Linked DNA regions of Zea mays: region 2 is linked to region 1. A link is a contact called in public Hi-C data. All regions are on one chromosome and are shown on one strand. Each heading gives the region's core, a stretch centred on a gene start, on an enhancer-like site or on the middle of the called end of the contact. The rest is flanking DNA. Distances are from core to core; before and after follow the strand shown. Region 1 holds the start of LOC103634850. Region 2 holds the start of LOC103634857 (rhamnogalacturonan I rhamnosyltransferase 1).

Region 1 (5,030 bases), core at 1,511-4,010:
AGTAGATATGTGTTGTGGAAATATGTATGTTGTTTGGATTTGTGGGCATACATGAAGGGATCGAGTCCACAATATACATGATAGGCTAGGCCGCTCGGGTAGCACCAATTAAAGAAAAGTTTGTCCAACATCAGTTGAGATGGTTTGTACATGTCCGATGAAGACCTTCAAAGACGCTAGTGCATAGTGGGATCCTAAGGCGCGTAGTAATGGTAAGAGGAAGACCGAAGTTGACATGGAAAAAAGTAGTAAAAGGAGACTTGAATGGATAGGATATACCCAAAGATTTAGCCTTTAATAGAAGTGCATGAAAAACAGCTATCCATGTGACTGAAGCCCTGAACCTTGATTGTGGGTTCTATTGGGTTTTATCTCTAGTCTACCTCAACTTGCTTGGGATAAAGGACTTTGTTGTTGTTGTTGAGGATTATGGCGCACAATAGATTCATCATGGAAACTGATTTTATAATATATAATCAACATTTTTTGAAGATTCATATTCTTATAGAATTCCTAATAAAAGTGTTGTCTCGTGGACCATGTCAATGTCCTACTAAATGTGATGCACTTCAGAATGGATGGACATTTGATTCAAATAGTTGAACAGACTAGAGAAGTAATTCAATCAGTAGGAACGATACAGATGCTTTGTAATAGTGAAGGAAACATCACCACTTTGGAGTTCCAGATTTTGATTTTTCTGCCTGGTGCTACAGTTTATGGATGAAGACACTTTACAACCAAGAGGATCTTCATGACGATTAACAGGTTCTGCAACATCTTGATGACCAAAGGGTGAAGACAATCTGCCAATCCACAATACTGGCATTCATAAAACAGGCCAAATGCAGGCACACTCTCACCATACTGTGTGGATATACTGACCTTGGCTGAGAACCTGCATAATATAAGAGAATTAATAATTTATGATAAAACTTTAATGTAAGGAAAGGGCTTGTTACACACTTCACAAACTAATATTACCATAAAAGTTCATTTTCCTTTTAGCAGCCAAATATTCAACAGAGGAAGACATATATCTACAACTACCTCCAGTACAAATTAGATGTCATCCTATAAATTGTCCAGCCAACCTTTTAAAACTTAGGATATGAACTATTTTGGAAAAATCAGTTCAACAACATTTTTAGTACCTTTTGGTACCATGTCAAATACAGAGATAGAAGCAATTATTGAGAACTACCTTGTACATGTACTCTTTTCTTAATTGAAAGGCAGAACTCCTGCCACTTTGTTAAAGAAAATACTCTCTGAAAACCACAACAGGTTCCTATTCAACATGTAGAAGTGACTGGAGGGACCGAAGGAATTCCTAGTCTGTTAATTTTATGGATGCACAAGTTGTTGCCAATGTGCCTATGTTGAAAATTTGAAATACTGCATGCACAAGAAAGTAGTTTATTCTTAATCAGTTTACTTGACTGTTTGTACAGAAATGGCACCCTCACCTGCTTCCTTCATGTTGATATTGCATAAAGAAGTGATATTCTTTATCGCCTCTTTAGGAGAAGCATCTGAAAGAATGCAATCCACTTGTGAAATGGCACCATCTGTATCTGACATGGTAACAAAACAATTATATCAAAAAAATCTGTCAAGACTAAAGAGTAAAGTTCTGCTTAACCAGACATTATGCTAGAAAGGTAAAGCGATGAACCACAGAAAATAGATATAGGAAACTTGCTTGTGGATCCACTATGATGATTATTTGGAGTAGCCAGATCATTGATGTTCAGAACATCAAGTGAACGACGTTGTTGATTTTGTGATGCTTGACCTCCTGCCACATCATCCTGGTACTGCAGCTCTGGCTGCTGCTGTTGCCGTCGCTTTTGTTCGAAGTACTGCCTTTGCCTGCCACACATTTGTTTGATCAAGCACGATGATCAGTTCCATCGATGTGGGAAAAAATGAGTAACACCACAGTATGAACTTTTACTGACTGAAATCAGTGAAACTACCAATATTACCTGCTCTGTGTTGACTTCCTGGACTGCTCATTTCAGAACCAGGCCAAACAAGCAGAACGGAAAGCGACACAAACATAAACAAATGTTAACAGCACGTTACAGGTTGTTAAAAGACAGATACGCGTAGTGACCATTCTAGAGTTTGAATGCCAACCATCAATAGCAGTTACAAAATTGAAGCACAAAACAGTCGAAATCATACTGTTTACACAAATTAAATGTCGTGAACCGTGAAGTACAATACCGATTTAAGGTAGAAATGTGGATACTCACGGCGTACACCTTCCTCCTCGAACCACCCGTCCATTGCAGCATCGCGAGCAAGCGGTGAGAAATCCCACAACTGCAAAATCAGAACGCGAAAATTCAGCGGTTAAATGATCCAAAAGTCAGGGACTCAGGGGCAGACCCAGTAAAGGGCATGATTGTACGCAGCCACAAATGTAAGTCCGATAACTTTTGAAAATAAAATCTAAGCATACGCAAATAGCCAAATAGCTTAAGTTAGGGTTAGGGTGCTAGGTTTTGCGCAGCGTGAAGGAAAAAATAAGGGATGGGCATACCTGGTAGGTGCTCGTCGCCGGCGAAAGGCCCGACGAAGACCTCGGCACCTGACGGAGGCGCGGCAGTCGCCCACGACGCCACTAGAGAGATAGCGCGCGCAGAGTGAAAGGGTCAAAGCGAGAAGAGAAGGCAGTGCCGATCGCAGTCCGGTCCTGTACAAATTTGCCGGGGGCCTGGAGCAGGCCTGAATGCTGCTTTGGCTATGATGCGGTGGGTTGTCGAGGCCCAGTCGTCCAAAACACATTTGCCTTCGCGGACTTTGAGATTTTCTTTGTTTTTGTTTTTTCCTTATTACCTTAAAATATAACTAGTATAGTGCCCGTGCGTTGCTACGGCATGTCAATTATTTGATAAAATGTTAGTTCACAACGATTACAATGTTTTGTGACAATATGTTAGGGTGAAAACAGACAATTTACATTGACAATACTTTCTTAAACATGGAGTTGGATAGGTAGAGGGAGACTGGTATTGCAGCCAAGAAGCAAGAAAATAAGAAAAGAGAGGCAAAAGTAGCCACCTACTGTTTGTCCCCCAACAAATACAAGCGTGAAGTATGGAGAAGTCGTTGAATGTAACATAAAGAGCAGAACAAAAACATGCAGAATTATCATCCATCTACCCTTTACCCTTTAAAAGAAGCTGAAGAGAGCCTTAGGACATCGAGCTGGGTCAGCGGGCGGGCGGGCAAGGGTAACCCATCCGTTAGATTGGGCCGGGTATCGGGCTGATTCGATCTGGATAGGGTTTTCACTGGCCTCGGGTCCAGTTCAAGTACCTAACCTGCTATGTGGGCTTTGGCTCATATTAGGCGGGCCTTTTTCACTGTTTCTTGGCTTTTTAGGGCTTGTTTGAGAACTTTATTTCTCAAAACAACAATTTATAATACTATAGTTTTTAATTGATGTTATGATATAACTATGGTATATTTATATCAGTCCAATCCAAGACTTGTTTGGAGAAGAGAAGACTATAGCTACGTGCAAGCAAAAAAAAATTTGGCCTGACCCTAAAAAATACCACGACCATAGTATTGTCAAAATCATGATTTAAAATACAAAATTATTGTATATGTTCCCAAACAATTTTTGGTATAAAATACCATGGTATGATCAAATAACATATTATTGTCTTGGAACTAAGAAAATATTGTGTTCCCAAATATACCCTAAGAAAATAACGTGTTCCAATACAGGCTCTTAATTTTTTTCTTGCATTTGCTAATATATTGTAAAGACTTCTAAAAATGCTAATATATTGTAGGGTTAATATATTGTAGGGTTAGGGTGCTCATTAATTATATCGATATATCACGGACGAACCGCATAAATGAAAATATCTAAGTTATGCAGTCACTAAGACACTACTGCTGACAAAAATGGCTTAGGCTCTGTTTCAATTCCACGAGATAAACTTTAGCAGCTTTTTAGCTACTTTTAGTCATTTGATGATCTAAACAGGAGGTCTAATGGTGTTGTGATAAAATTTAGCACCTATTATCACATAAGCTGCTCAATGGGTGCTAAAAGGAGTTAAACGTAGGCCAGAGAACCCTATTTTCCACCACATACCCTCCAACCCCGTTCTCTCTGTCTCCGCATTAGGGGCATGTGTGTCTTTTTATTCTAATATGCTAAACTTTATTAGAGTAGTACAAACACTCCAAAGAGCTAAACTTTAGCAATTGAATTCATATGGCTAAATTGTTCAGTAAAAAACTAAAGTTTATCCCGTGAGATTCAAACACAGATTCAAACAGGGCCGCCTTACTACCTGATAAAGCGAACGAGGCTAAACTGAATATTTGACAATACGGCACGGCAAGAAACACTTCGATAGTTGACACAATGGCAAGAAACACTTCAGTGACTCAGGAGGAACAAAGTTTTTGTGCGCGAAAAGCAACGTTCTGTGCACATTTTATACATACAATGATATAAATGGCACTGCACTCTTCTTAGTGACCTGTTTGATCATGATGTCGTGCTACAAAGCATATTGCCGGTACCAGCTGCCTACAAAATTTCCTCGAGCTGCCTATCAACCGATTATTCCACCCAATCTTTACACACCCCCTTAAATGTACACAAACGAATAACTCAACCAGCCACCAGGAAGCAGCATTTGCCACTTCCGAGTTTGAACAGAACGACCTTGTGTACTGTACACACAAAAAACATGCACAACTCAGATAGTCAGATCAAAGTTCTTTAATTGTGTCACCAACGATTGCATGCTCTCGAGCTTTTCGCTAAGCTGCCTGATGTCCTCGGCACGGTTTTGATCCTCAGTGCTGCTTGCCTGAGAAATCAGTGCCATACATTTGGCCTTGGATTCGGAAATCTCGCCTTGTAATGAGGAAATAGTTGCTTCCGGTGTGGTTTTCGAACTCATGACGTCTGCAATGGCTTGCATAGTTGGAGTCAGAGGAGTGCCTATGCTACCAAAACTGTTCTGCCTGCTGAGCCTCCTGGG
Region 2 (5,030 bases), core at 947-3,446, 200 kb after region 1:
CACTCATCCAGTATTTTCACAATAAAAGAACCATTCTGAACTCCCAAGTTAGCTAACAGGAGATCACTGGCTGTAATTTTTTCTATATCCTGGAAGTGTACAAGCACTAAGGAATTAACTGGGTCATGTGCTAGTATTTAGGATTTGCACAAAACATAAATCATGCAAGCACCTATTCTGCTATTGACGTAAAAAGAAATTAAACAAGCTACAAGCTACTTTCTAGCAGCTAAACTCATATATAACCTAGATAATTATTTACATGTTGGCAAAATCCTTCCATCTCATTTTATAATCTTTATGAGAGAGTATTGGGCCGGTTTTCTCAAGGAGTGCAAGTTAATTTTCTGCTGTTTTTTTTTCTCCAGGGATCCTGCCGAAGTATTTCAGTTCAGAGTGGTCATTTGCTCAGTTCCATTTACCAGAAGTCACTCGTTACATAGTAGCCTTTGGTGCCCAGAATACTGTGATGATGGTTGGCCTGGATGGCAGGTACTTACCTTAGTGAATTAAATTTTATAATAAATTTCAAGATTTTAGGAAAAAAATGGAATATGTAGACTTCAGTGCTGGTTTGAGCAAATCTTTTTCCCACCTTCTCTGTTTTGTGGTACCTTGCAAGATGAACCATGAATGGAATATAAATTGTGGTACCTTCTCTGTTTTGGATCAAGACATTATTGGCCTTGTCATCCTCATTATCATGTCCTGTTTGAGCCACTGGAGTCATACTGGAGCCCTTGCTATTCATCTATCCTTTGGACCACCGATGTGGCGATGTCCATTGACCAGGTGTCCTTATTGAGTCATGTGGTAGTTTCATTTCAGAACGCCACATCAGTAGCCTGTTATTTATAGGTATGAAAAATACATCAGCCAGTGGAAACAACAACAGTTTGTGTCATGCCTAGAAGTGTAGAACAGTTTGATTTTGAAGATTTATTTTTGGAATAGTTTCTATTCAGTTATTTGTAGGGTTGATTTAGACGATTCTGTTCCTATCTAGCGATTGCCCCACCAACTTCCAAGCATGGCTTGTTTCAATATATAACCACGTTCCCCTCTCCAGCTTCTACAGGTGCAGCTTTGACCAAGCGAATGGAGGGCAGATGTTGCAGAGGGAACATTTCCGGTTTCTCAAGTCCGACAGCCCACCTTTCAGGACTGCAGCCGCTTGACCTGCAGCACAAGGATCATCCATCCCACCATGTAAATGTCGAAGGTCCACTGTACATATCGCCTTCTCGCCGGCGAAGTTATAGGCAGCCGGAATAAGGAGAGCTGGCTGTTGGATCGAAGCCTACAGGATTCCAACGTTCGGATCGGCGCCCCGTCCAAATTGCAGGCATTTCTTTGCCGTTCCCTCTTCTATCTTCAAACGAGAACACACACCCATTGCTGGTACAGAACATGACATAAAAGATTCAGTAACGTGATATTTGACCGTGTGGCTTTGTGGTGCCTGCAAGGCCGTGTAGCGAATCTCAGACCTGTTCTTGCCGGTGGCTTGTTGATGCTGATGACTGTTACGCACTACCTCAATGTTCTTTCTGCATGTTGTGCGATTGCGTTGCTGATTGCATGAAGGGCCTTCTTATATGCTTACTCTTTTTTTTTGTTCCTGTTAGCAATAATGATCCTTTAAGATTGTCTTCGCGGGCTTTCTTATTTACTTATTTTTCAACGAGATTTGGGAAAGGGTGGGAAAAGCACTTCGTCCACCTCCAGCGGTTGCGTCCACGGACGCCCGAGCTCGCCGGCACGCACGGTCCACGGGCAAACGTTTTGTCATAGTTTTCAGGATAGCAGAGCAAGTACCATAAGCTACGGTTAAGGGTGCGATTGGTCCTGGATTGGTCCTGGATAGATACGACAGTGACGTCCCTCTAATTTTGAGAGATAATTGGAAAACACTGAGATAGTTCTATTCTAACTTTCTGACTCTAAACCAAACAATTTTATTTGAGTGATTGTCCCACTCTGTCCTGTTCTATCATTGCAACTAAACGTATCTGAAGGAACTGACTGGGACAGTGACTTGCAAATGTAACCTCGCATCACATCCTAGAAGATCGACGGGAGGATTACGGGACAAGCTATGTACTGTAAGACCACCAATTTGGGGGTGAGTTGGGCACCGCTCCCGGCACCCGTCGCCTCTCTCGAAGCCCTCAGTATTGTAGGTAGCTATGAGTTCTTTACACGACGGCGCACAGCCAGTCTCCGGACGCAGCCGGTTTCAGAGTTCGTCTATAGTCTGCCCTCCTCACCGCACAATCGCCAGGGTTATTTATAGGTTGCCTTTCTCACTGCCCCATGGGCCCTCTCTCATATACATCATTCATCACCTGTGAAACGTTTGTTGGGCCGCGGTACTCGATGACTTCTCCTGGGTTGTTCTCTGCTCGGCCCAGACGTGTGGTCTTCCTGATGCACCTCTTGGCCCACGTCTCCGGCGCCTTTGTCTTGCTTCTCTTCTTCAGTACAGTCGTTGACATGTACTGCTGTATAATTCGACATGTGCAGAGTTTCCGAAGCTTCTGAGGGCGTGTTTGAGGGCGTTTCTGATAAATTTAGCTGATTATTAATCGCCGTGTGTTGAGGGCGTTGTTTACGACTTTCGACTTACCACCCAGGCACCCACCATGTCCATGAGGCGGAGTGCATGAGCCAAATGCCCAGCGCCGTGCCCGTGCGTGCCGACGCACGCAGCCACCTCCGGCCTCCCTTCGCATAAACACCCCTCCCCCGACCGACCCTTCCCACTGTCTCTGCTCGGCCGCTCTCCCTCCCCTTTCCATCGTCTCCCCCTCCCACTCGTCGTGTTCCTCATCCTCCTGCTGGTAGGTAGCAGCAGCGGCAGCAGTAGCAGCCAGGGAGGCGGTACTGATTGGGTGGTAGGTAGGTGGAGGCCGCGGCCGCCAGGGATGGTGGCCGTCGGCGGTGTGCGGCGGAAGCGGGCGTGGCGGTGGGCCATGCGGGCGGTGGCCAGCGCCGTCGTGTGGACCGCGGTCGTGCAGGTCGCCTCCATCGCCGGGCTGTTCCGCCCGCGGGTCGTCGCCGACTGCGGCGGGAAAGGCGGCGGCGGCGCCGCGGCCGGGCTCGCCGCTCTCGCCGGCGAGGACAGCGCCGCCGCGAGGCTGTCGCCGCCGGCGCTCGTGCCCAAGAGTGAGTGGCCTCGCCTTCCTTCGTAGCGGCGATCTAGGGGGGAAGCTCGCCCCCCTCCCCGATTTGGCAAGTGATATACATAGTAGGTCAAAAAGGGGACGTTGTTGTGAGCTTGGCAAAAAAAATGTGGCTTCAGGCCTTCATCCCTATCTTCCATACGCTACATTTAGGTAGCGTTTGGTTCGGTGTCAACGAGGGATGGGACGGGATCAAGTCTGGGCTGACCCGTCCCTTATTTTTTGAGGGATGACCTCATCCACCATTTTTGAACAATATTCCTTGATCCTGAGTCTGGATCTCTAAACCAAACGCGGGTCAAGTTAAAATGATTCCATCTCATCCCTCTTCGTCCTTCCTCGTCCTTCCATCCAAACACATCTAGAGCTCATTCCGATGCTTAGTAGAACCACTGTTGTTCATAGCATTTAGTACTAGTGATCAGGGGGGACTCCTTCGTTCTGTATGCTGAAGGCCGAGCGTTGTTCAGTTCCTTCAGACACGTGGTGATCAGGATCGATGCCAGTTAGCGTATCTTGTTGTCTCAGCCGTCCTTGTTCCTGTTCCTGTCGGCGCTAGAGCTGATTGGGTTTCCCTGATACCCCCCCTACAGGAATTTACAAGAGCAACGGCTATCTACGAGTGACTTGCAATGGTGGCCTCAACCAAATGCGAGCCGGGGTTCGTACCTCAGCTTCTTGCTGGTTTGTCACCTGGTTTCATTTCTGCTAACCAGTGCCGCTGTTCCTTCCTCATTCTGTCTCAAGTTTGTAAGAAATGGTGTGCTGCAGATATGCGATATGGTTACTATAGCACGCCATCTAAATCTAACGCTTGTGGTCCCTGAATTGGACAAAAGGTCGTTTTGGGCTGACCCAAGGTATGACTCCTCACGAGCTCAATGTTTCACGTGTCCAATGGGCCGGTTACCTTTTCCTTCAGGAAACCTCTGGGTATTAGTTCTTTTGTTTTCTGCTCCTTGCGTATTAGTTCGTTTGTTTTGATTCTTGCAGTGATTTTGGAGATATTTTTGACGTGGACCACTTCATTAATTCCTTGAGAGATGAGCTGATGATAGTTAAAGAGCTGCCTTTGAAACTCCAGTTAATAAGAACTAAGAAGAGACTGTACTCCATGTCTCCTGTCAGCTGGTCGAATGAAACATACTACCTAAAGCGGGTAACCTTTGATCTTTCGTACCACAAAGCGCAGGCTGCATTTAGCAGCACATCGACAGAGTGATGTCAAGTGGTCTGAAAGCACATATTTTGTAGATACTACCTCTTGCAAGGAAGCACAAAGTAATCCATTTCGATAAATCAGACGCCCGCCTTGCAAACAACGGCCTTCCAGTTCAGCTCCAGATGCTGCGTTGCCGTGTAAACTTCGATGCTTTGAGATTCACCCCACAGATTGAGGCCCTTGGCAGACAGCTTATCTCCACTCTCCAGAGAAGCGGGCAATTCGTTGTGCTTCACCTGCGCTATGAGATGGACATGCTCTCCTTTTCAGGCTGCACGCATGGCTGCTCTACTGAAGAAGCTGAGGAGCTCACTAGAATGAGGTCTGTGTCTTTCACCGTTACACACTACTCAACTCTTTGCGCTACTTCGACGCTTCGCTGGGTATAAACTGATCATGTTTGTGCTATAGATATGCTTATCCATGGTGGAAAGAAAAAGAGATTGGTTCTGAAGCGAAGAGGCTTCAGGGACTTTGCCCCCTCACGCCAGAGGAGATTACTCTAGTGCTTAAAGCTCTAGGGTTCACAAAGGACACGCTGATCTACATTGCTTCTGGTGAGATCTATGGCGGCGAAAGGCGCTTGGCAGTGCTCAAGGCTGCGTACCCTAAACTAGTGAGCA

The links. A called contact is a pair of places that touch in the nucleus more often than the background predicts.
Region 2: a contact with region 1 is called in a Hi-C map of ear, with 2.4 times the contacts expected there. The contact joins the promoter of LOC103634857 here to the promoter of LOC103634850 in region 1. A contact is called at or near these places in 2 of 25 Hi-C or Micro-C datasets (ear and tassel).

Annotation. Positions count from the first base shown.
Region 1 is chr8:17,090,913-17,095,942 of Zm-B73-REFERENCE-NAM-5.0, forward strand. LOC103634850 reads right to left here and starts at 2,761. Exons shown (of 21, transcript XM_008657444.3): 1 at 2,555-2,761; 2 at 2,265-2,334; 3 at 1,992-2,014; 4 at 1,706-1,875; 5 at 1,470-1,577; 6 at 886-898; 7 at 673-806. The coding sequence starts at 2,306.
Region 2 is chr8:17,287,801-17,292,830 of Zm-B73-REFERENCE-NAM-5.0, forward strand. LOC103634857 (rhamnogalacturonan I rhamnosyltransferase 1) reads left to right here and starts at 2,197. Exons shown (of 7, transcript XM_020542522.1): 1 at 2,197-3,168; 2 at 3,779-3,846; 3 at 3,957-4,045; 4 at 4,179-4,344; 5 at 4,440-4,729; 6 at 4,819-5,023. The coding sequence starts at 2,928. LOC100501577 (Autophagy-related protein 18c) reads left to right here. Exons shown (of 5, transcript NM_001196268.1): 4 at 369-492; 5 at 1,070-1,535. The coding sequence ends at 1,178.